Linked DNA regions of Mus musculus: all the other regions are linked to region 1. The links are chromatin contacts, called in public Hi-C and Micro-C maps. All regions are on one chromosome and are shown on one strand. Each heading gives the region's core, a stretch centred on a gene start, on an enhancer-like site or on the middle of the called end of the contact. The rest is flanking DNA. Distances are from core to core; before and after follow the strand shown. Region 1 has its middle 36 kb from the start of Gm46983. Region 2 overlaps Dync1i1 (dynein cytoplasmic 1 intermediate chain 1). Region 3 overlaps Dync1i1 (dynein cytoplasmic 1 intermediate chain 1).

The links. A called contact is a pair of places that touch in the nucleus more often than the background predicts.
Region 2: a contact with region 1 is called in a Micro-C map of granulosa cells, with 2.3 times the contacts expected there. The contact joins two enhancer-like sites. A contact is called at or near these places in 5 of 484 Hi-C or Micro-C datasets (embryonic fibroblasts, embryonic stem cells, granulosa cells and 2 more), 1 of 115 datasets of contacts at active chromatin or transcription factors (embryonic stem cells) and 3 of 9 other capture datasets (adipose tissue, embryonic stem cells and pancreatic islet).
Region 3: a Hi-C map of Sertoli cells shows a contact between it and region 1, with 2.9 times the contacts expected there. The contact joins two enhancer-like sites. A contact is called at or near these places in 8 of 484 Hi-C or Micro-C datasets (Sertoli cells, embryonic fibroblasts, embryonic stem cells and 3 more) and 1 of 115 datasets of contacts at active chromatin or transcription factors (embryonic stem cells).

The regions. Positions count from the first base shown.
Region 1 is chr6:5,678,339-5,681,281 of GRCm38.p6, forward strand. No RefSeq gene overlaps it. Among named protein-coding and RNA genes, the nearest start is that of Gm46983, 36 kb to the left of the region's middle. Within about 2 kb of position 1,598, at least 8 of the 459 cell types and tissues checked have an H3K27ac peak or open chromatin away from gene starts, as enhancers often do. A contact at or near this core is called in Sertoli cells and granulosa cells, where this site is marked.
Region 2 is chr6:5,761,659-5,764,509 of GRCm38.p6, forward strand. The region is part of intron 2 of Dync1i1 (dynein cytoplasmic 1 intermediate chain 1); the gene reads left to right. Among named protein-coding and RNA genes, the nearest start is that of Dync1i1, 37 kb to the left of the region's middle. Within about 2 kb of position 1,488, at least 6 of the 459 cell types and tissues checked have an H3K27ac peak or open chromatin away from gene starts, as enhancers often do. A contact at or near this core is called in granulosa cells, where this site is marked.
Region 3 is chr6:5,793,077-5,795,876 of GRCm38.p6, forward strand. The region is part of intron 5 of Dync1i1 (dynein cytoplasmic 1 intermediate chain 1); the gene reads left to right. Among named protein-coding and RNA genes, the nearest start is that of Gm34527, 25 kb to the right of the region's middle. Within about 2 kb of position 1,510, at least 16 of the 459 cell types and tissues checked have an H3K27ac peak or open chromatin away from gene starts, as enhancers often do. A contact at or near this core is called in Sertoli cells and granulosa cells, where this site is marked.

The sequences.
Region 1 (2,943 bases), core at 348-2,847:
TATGTCTCAGCTTGTCTTCAGTCTACACTGGGATCCTACTGTAGGCTCTAATGCTAGTGAAGGAGTGAACTTGCAAGCAAGAGTGAGGGCAATCAAGCAGATAGGCAAAGCTGCCTTCTTCCATCTCCTTTATACAGGGTTTTGCCACAAGCTATTGCTCAGATTTAAGGTGGATCTTCCCACTCAGAAAGTCTGGATTAAAGGTCTTCCCACTTCAAATAATTTAATTAAGAAAAACCATTCACAGGTGTACCTAGCCACTTGGGTTTTAGTTAAGTCCAGATGTAGTCAAGTTGACAACAAAGAATAGCCAGCACATACCTATTAAGAACTTCACTAATGCCACTAAGGCATTTCATCCTCCATGTGAAAGCACACATATACAGAGAGAATTATGTACAAAAAAAAAAGCTTTTTATGCCAGCATTGCATATAGTAGCAAAACATTGGAGAGAATCCAAATGCCAATCAAGAGAATGCATAAACAAATTACGGTTTATTCATACAATAGAATGCCAATCAGCAGTTAGGAAGTACAAGCTGGCTCATGTGACAATATAGATTAGATAAGTCTGAAATATTATGTTGTAGAAAATAAATCACATAGAGAGGAAATCCTGTTTAGTTTATTTCTATCAAAATCAAAGTTTATTTAAATCAAAATAAGTGTTTCCTCTGGGCAAGGAGGGTCAAATGCCTAGAAAGCTACTTTAGAAAGGTAAAGTGTGGTTTCTGCACCACAGATCATATTCTCTTTTGTTTTTTTTTTAATTTACTTGCTTTATTTTCATTGCTACTGTGTCTGTGTGAGGGCATCAGAAACCCTGGAACTGGCATTACAGATAGCTGTGAGCTGCAGGGTTGGTGCTGGGAATTGAACCTGGATCCTATGGAAAAGCTGTCAGTGCTCTTAACCGCGGAGCCATCTTTCCAGCCCCATGATCACATTCTTGATTACACCATCTATACTTATGTGACACACTGAGATGGATTTTAAAGTTATTTTATTTTAAATTATGAAATATTTAAACATTTAAGTATCAGCCGGTGTAAATTATTGCATTAATAGAATAAATTACAAAGTTATGTAGTTATCTAAACTGGAACTCAAAAATATTTGATAAAATTCATCCTAATTGATGAATTAAAAACAAAAACAAAAGCAAACAAACAAACAAACAAACAAAATGACCTTGCATCAGGGACTGGAGAGATAGTTCAGTGGTTCAGAGCACTTATTTCTCTTGTAGAAGTAAACCCTGACAAGACAAGGGATGCAGGTGGTAGGATGCTTGACCTAGATTATTCACCACCCTAAGTGACTGGGAGCAGTTCTCATCAACAAAATAACCTTGGAGTTGGATGCTCTGAGGCTTAGGCCAATGGTAGTGGAAGTGGAAGGAGGGCTGCAAAGGCTGATTACAATAGCTCCTGCAACAGCAGCAGCAGCAGCAGCAGCAAGCAAGCAAGAAAACAGGTTGTTTTTGTTTTGGTTTTGGTAGGAATGTGTTTTTTAAGGAGAAAAAGGGGGAGTCTGTGCTAGGATGATTTGGTAAATTCTGATTGGACACATTAGCCAAATAAGGAATTTTGATTGTTGGACCTTGGTGTTTTGTCTCAGGGATTAGTCAGCAACCAAATAAGGGAATGGACCTTGAGGGCTAGTTTTAGGAATGTAATCTAACACTTCTTAGCAAGGGGGAGACAGATAAAAAGTAAAACATATTTGCCATTTTCAGGCCTGCTTGATCCCTTCAAGCGCGTTATCACAGAATCCCATAACGCTTCAAATACTGAAACCAAAGATACAGAAATAAGTAAACTGTTGGATCACGATTTCCAAATGTTTCTGGTATAAATAATCAATGATAAGAAGGAAGATACAAGCAAGCAGAGGAATTCAATATAGGACCAGCAGTGGGCAGGGGTGAGGAGGCAATAACAGAGGAACTGTCAGCAAAAGGGAGGAGAAAAATCAAGAAACATAAATGATCAGCAACATAAATAAAAAATATTGGTGAGGAACGTTGAGATGAGTGGATGTTTCGGTCACTTTTCTGTTGCTGTGATAAAACACAATGGCCAAAGACAACCTAAGGATTTGGCTTTCTGATCCAGATGTAAGGTTAATAACAGCGAGGGAGGCATGACAGCAGAGGGCCAGAGCAGGAAGCTGAGATAGATTCGTGAGGCAGGGACAGAGAACTGGACATGGAGTAAGGCAACTCTAAATAGCAACCCCTGTGATTAGCCAGGCTGCACCACAAAGAGGTGGTACCACCATAACATCCTCCAAACCCTGCTACCTACTCTGGACCAAGTGTTCAAATACTTGAGTCTGTGACAATGTTTCTTATTCAAACTACTACAAAAACAGGGCGCTAAGAAGAAATTCACCCTCACAGCACAATAAACTAGGAACCCCCTCATTCATTTGTGTCTCTAAAAGAGAGAGGAAGTAAAAGACAGCAACCCAACCATCAAGAAAAAAAAGTAACAACATTGCAGGAATTAGTAAATGGCATCAACTCACTGGTAGCTGGATGAAGATGGCTGACAGAATTATAAAACTAGATCTAGCTACCTTTTGTCTCCGAGAAATAGGGCACAGAAGTCCAAACAAAGCTGGCCTTCTATGAAATAGGGGGAACGAACACTACCAAACTGTCTTTATTAAAAACAGCATTGCCTTGAAAATGACCAGATAGAGATAAAAGAAGATTATAACCTTGTTTTTCTGATGAACATAGATAAATTCTTTTTAAAATTTTTTTATTCCTCTTGCAAGTATTATATGCTGACAGCAGTTTACCGTTCTTCCTTACCTCCTAATTCTCCTGCCTCATCCACTCCTCCTCCCACTCTCTTCAGAAAATTGCAGGCCTCTTTTGGATAGCAACCAAACCTGGCGTATAAAGTTGCAGGAAGACTAAACACCTCCCT
Region 2 (2,851 bases), core at 238-2,737, 83 kb after region 1:
ATTTCCTGCTTTGGATTTTGTTTTTCAGATCTGGAAATGCCTACACACACACAAGTTGGAAATGTGTTGGGAGACCTAACACATTTTATACATGAAGTTCATTTGCCTCATAAACACTTTATACACATAGGCTAGAGATAGTGTGTATAATGCTTAAAATAATCTTTTTCAAAAGCAAAGTTTCATGGTATGGCATTCTGCATTCCCAAATCATGTTGAAATTCAAAGCCTTTGAGATATTGGAATAGTTTGCATGTCAGCTTGGGGATGCTCAATTTGTATGCACACATTCCTCTATGGACCACACTCTGCATGGCAAGTTTGCTCTATTCCTCTCATATCGTCCTTCACCTGCTCATTAATTGTGCACACCCATGCATCTTTCTCTTTTCATCTCTGATGACCCACAGGAATCAACAGGGTTAGGAGTCTATACTTTTTTTAAATTTTTATTTTGTGTCTAACACATGTTTTTCCACATAGTATATGCCCAACAGAAATAGACATGAAAGCTGTTTGAGGCAGGTACTGAAGACGCTGGTCTTGACATTATAATACCATGAGGAGTTCCGACCTGCAGACTCCCATGGATCTCTGACCTCAAGGGTATGCAGTGCTTAAACTGACTGCCACCATTACTGACACCGGAGCTAAGATGGTCTGTGTTTTGTGTTGTTTGAAAGGAGTTAGAAATTGGCTTAAGAGTTTAAGTTTGATGTTTTATAAACTTTATTTAGGCCCATATTTTAAATGAAACAAATAGATTCAGAATTAAAAAGGAACAAAGTGCCCTTTTGGTGCAAACCTGGGTGGCTTCCTGTCTACGATGATGGAGAGAAGAGGGAATTAGGACCACCTGGGTAGATTATCCCCAACAGTGGAGAAAATTGCACAGGGAAAACTCACTTTCCACTCCGTTGGACGCCAATTGCTTTCTTGGCTGTGGTATTATGGCTAAAATCTTATTTAAAAATAAATATAGTGGCTAGCATTTAAGAGACAGGCCCAATTTCATCAAAACTGGGCTTCAATGCAGTGAGGTGAATTTCACGGAGGCCACCCTGAAGTTTTTTTACCCTGACCTTGGTCTTAGGCTGAATTGCTAGAAACAGGGACATACTAAGGTTTTCTAATCTGTCTTCACCTGTTCCCTAATGAATGTGAGCCTGTCTATGAAAAAGGATGGACAACACTCAGCTGGCAAATTTTCTTTCTTTGGTTATTCTCTCTGGAGCTCAGCTGTGATTATGCCTCACAAACAAAAATATCGTTTTCTGGGAAAGGCAGCTTTTGGGTTTTTAATTACTAGTGATGCTAACTCAGTCCACGGTGAGTCATTAAATCATGGCAGTACTCTGTAGTTCTTACTAAAGAGAATCGTAAGGTTTATCCCTAGGCCTCTAACCTCAGGCTCTTTGAAGAGGTTATACTTGGGTTTGTTTACTGTGCTGAGTAATAACTGGCTTGTCTCTGATAAGCTCTGGTTATCTAAGTGCACAGTTCTTCTGGCCAGCTTTGGGCACTGATAGCTTTCCTAAGCTTTTGAAGGCCTAGATAAGCAGTTACTTTCAATATATTCCAGTTTGCTGATTTGTTTCTTAAAGAATTAAAAAAGCAAAAAATAGAGCTAGTGGGATGACCAGACAAAAAAGCACTTGACCCTCAAACCAGGCAACTTGAGGACAATCTCTGGAAGCCACCTAGGAACCAAGCTGTGGTAGCCTAGAGTACACAGCAGCAAGACACTGTAAGAGAGACACTGCCTCAAGGTGGTAAAAGGAGAGAACTGTCTTTCAAAAGTTGCATTCTGACCTCTACACTCAAACTGTGTGATATACAGGCACACCCTCAATCACACACACACACACACACACACACACACACACACACACACACACACACAGAGAGAGAGAGACAGAGACAGAGACAGAGACAGAGAGACAGAGACAGAGACAGACAGAGACAGGCAGAAAGACATACACACTAACAAATAAATAATACAAGTGTGGGCTAGTGAGATGGCTCAGCAGGTGTGGGCACTTGCCACCAAGCATATTGACCTGAGTTAGAGCCCCAGATTCCACTTGGTGGAAGGAGAGATCCAACTCCTGCAAGTTGTCCTCTGACCTCTGCATCCATGCCTCAGCACGTTCCCACCCACTCTGCAGTCCCACACCTAAATAAATACATGTAAAAAGTTAGTCTGGTAAGGGAAGACAAAGCAGCCAATGAGTGGAACACACACATAGTGCAGAGCAAGTGAACCTTTGGGGATACTGTTTTGGTGCAACGTGTGTTGGCCATGTTGACACGTAATTTGGCCTCTATTATATTTCATGAGGGCACATAACTTAAAATTAGAATCTCAAACCCCAAGTCCTAGCTGTACCTTTCCACACAGAACGCCTATGGCAGAACGTTTGGTCAGCTATGTCCAAGTTAATTTAAAAGGGATAGATTAGGGAGGTCATTTTCTTTTCTTCTGTGAAGTCTTCACTAGCACCTGTCATTTCCATGGATGCTGTCTTCCATCAATATGTTCTTGTTGACAGAAATGACTTTTGTGAATTTCTAGACTTCTAAATATTTCCTCTTCACAGTAGTGTTGTGAAGGAAGAGGCCCCTAAATGGAATGTAGTTGAAAGGAATTAACCTAAGAAATATATTCACCTACGATTCTATGACCATAAAATAATTCCTGCCAAAGTTAGATATTAATTCATTCATGAAACACATTTTTACTATGTGTTATATCTCAGACACTGACCCATGGATGAGATGAACTCGTGGTGAACAGGTCAACTATGTTGCTCTCAGTAAAACTGAGAGCTCAGTTGAGGCTAAGCTCATC
Region 3 (2,800 bases), core at 260-2,759, 110 kb after region 1:
AAAAAATACTGATTAATTTTAAAGTAAACTCTTACAGCAGAAGCAGCAGAACTTGTAGTGTTTGCTGTTTAAACATTACGTGACATCCATAAGATGCTAAGGACTTTCTCGGCATAGCTGATGCACCTTCATGATATTAATATAAGACAGAGGTTACAATTGGGGTTAATTTCCTCCTAGACAAACATTCTCGATGGCATGCCAGCAAATATACATGTTTCATTGCACTATTTTCATTGTTTTTCTTTTAAACCTTTTATGGTCCATGATCTGTTTTTCTATGGTTGTGGCATCTTCTTGTGTGACCTTGTGTTGATGACTGTCAAGGGCTACATTTTCACCTTTGTCTTCTCTTAGCTCAAGTCTTACACCTAGAAAACTCTTCTTCAACTCCTCTGTCTTTGCAGTTATACCATTCATTTCTCTTCCTACAAACCATGATGCCTTGAAATGTCACTAGCCCATTCCTTCCCATCTTCACCTTCCACGCAACATTAGCTATTAATGTAGCCTCTGTTGGTTTTTAGAGTCCCATTCTCATCACTTTTGACCAAGTCTCCAACCTTGCCTTGTTGCCCTGTTTCATTTTCTATTCCATTCTTGAACCTTCAACTTTGCTTGGGGATCTTTTCTTTTCTCCTCTTTCTCCACACTCGGCTTCTAAGATGAGGTCATTTCCTACACCTGACATCTGGCTCCTGATTTTGTATTTCCTATATTGGTTATGTTAATATGATTTAAATACTGCTTTGCAGCTGTGAATTTCTTCATAACTTCCGACAATTGTTCAGTGTCTATGCAAAATCCAAGTTCTTTAGTCTCTAATAATCCACCTTCAACATGTCCTCTTGATTCATCTTAAAGCCATTGCTCTCCCAATTCAATACTTGTATTTCACAAAATTGGACTTTTGGTATAACATGTAAATTCTGTCCTTGGATCTTTACATATGCAGGATAAGCTACCTGCAGTTGTGGCCTACTTACACAAGCTTATCTTTGGAATCTAAATCAGGTCTTCCATTTTTATTAGCATTGGAGATGTAAATGAGGAAAATACCTAATAAAAATATTAAAAAAGGAAAGAAAAAGAAATCTGCCCACCACGCAGTCTTCTCCCAGTTAGGTGACTCATTTATGTTAGCATTTACTCTTTGCAGCCTGGAGATTTTTTTTCCTCTCTGATGCATATGTTCTTGCTCCTCGTTCTCCTTGTGTCATGCCGATCTGGCATGGTGCCTTGCTCAAACACAGTTTATGGTAGCAATGAATGATACTAATAAAAGTAGTTCCTTGCCACTCCTCCAGGATACTACTCCACCCACGAAGTAAACTGTTATCAACATTACCTTGAGGGTTTATCTATTAAAAACACTTGAAAAGTTTTTAGGATGATAAATAGGCAAATCTCTGGCAGCATCTTCAAATGCCAGCCTTGAGATTGACACATATGTGTGACTAAGCAAGAACAAAACAATGAGTTACAATTGATTTTCATGGGCCAATGCAGACTTCTTTTTCATGCTACGACCTTGGCCTACTTTGATATCTAGCCAAATGACTCCTTTTCCCTGGGAACATTTGTTCCTGGCTTTTTATCTCTTTGTATTTCAGGCTTCCTCTTGCTCCAGAAATGCCCTGTTACTGCAGTGACTTCTTTGCTGTTTCCAGGAGAGTGAATGCCATTCACTAACCTCTGACCCCCACCCCCTTCAGAAATTTTTCCAGTGAGAAATCTGATTGGTGGATCACTGGTTGTTGAATATTCTGAAACCCATATTTGACACAATTCTTCAGTGTCTTTGTGATTCACTGTTCATAAAATTTGGAAAGTTTCTGAACTCAAGTTTTTTTTTTTTAATTCAGACTTTGCAGAACTAATATTTCTGATTCGTTATGTCTGAATTGAGGAAAGGAACCTAAGAGTGTCAGGCTGGCTATACAGTGTAACTTATCAATGTAGTATCAATGATATTTTCATATCTTAGAAGTAACCCAAATTCTGCCATTCTGTGCTTCAGTCAACAGTTCTCTCTCTCTCTCTCTCTCTCACTCACTCACACACACACACACACACACACACAGGGAGAGAGAGAGAGAGAGAGTGACAGAGAGAGAGAGAGAGACAGAGAGACAGAGAGACAGAGAGAGAGAGAGAGACAGAGAGAGAGAGAGACAGAGAACTACTTGAGACCAGATGACCAACTAGGGACCTCAGTGCTGGGTAAGACTATTTCTCCCATTCTCAGCATCCCTAGTTGTCTGTAGTTCCTTGTCTCTAAGTGAGGCCCTGCAGGATTTCCCCTCTTCTACACCGGTATGTCTATTAGTATTGTCAGTATTGGGGTCTTGCTTAGGTAGCCATACTGTCTAGGGTGTAGCATCCCTGTCGTTTCTAGAAGACACAGTCTCACAGCAGATTTCCTGGTTCTTTGGCTTGTATAATCTTCTTGCTCCCTCTACTGAAATGTTCAGTGAATCTTAGTTTCAAGAGTCCTGATATAGCTGTATCAGTGGGGGCTAAGTATCCCACAATGCATTTCTTCTCTGTTTTTTTTTTTTTTGCAATGATCTCCTTCTGTTGTAAAAAGAAGTTTATTTGATGAGCAGTAAGAGCTACATGTATTTCTAAGTATAAGGATAAATATTTAGAATGCATGTGGGAATTAAGCACCATTATTGTTAACATCTAGGCATGGGACATTTCAAATACTACCCACTGGTGGGTGAATTAAAACAGTGCATATGCATTCATTAGTATATTCATCATGAAGAAACAAATTATATACTAATTCATTCTA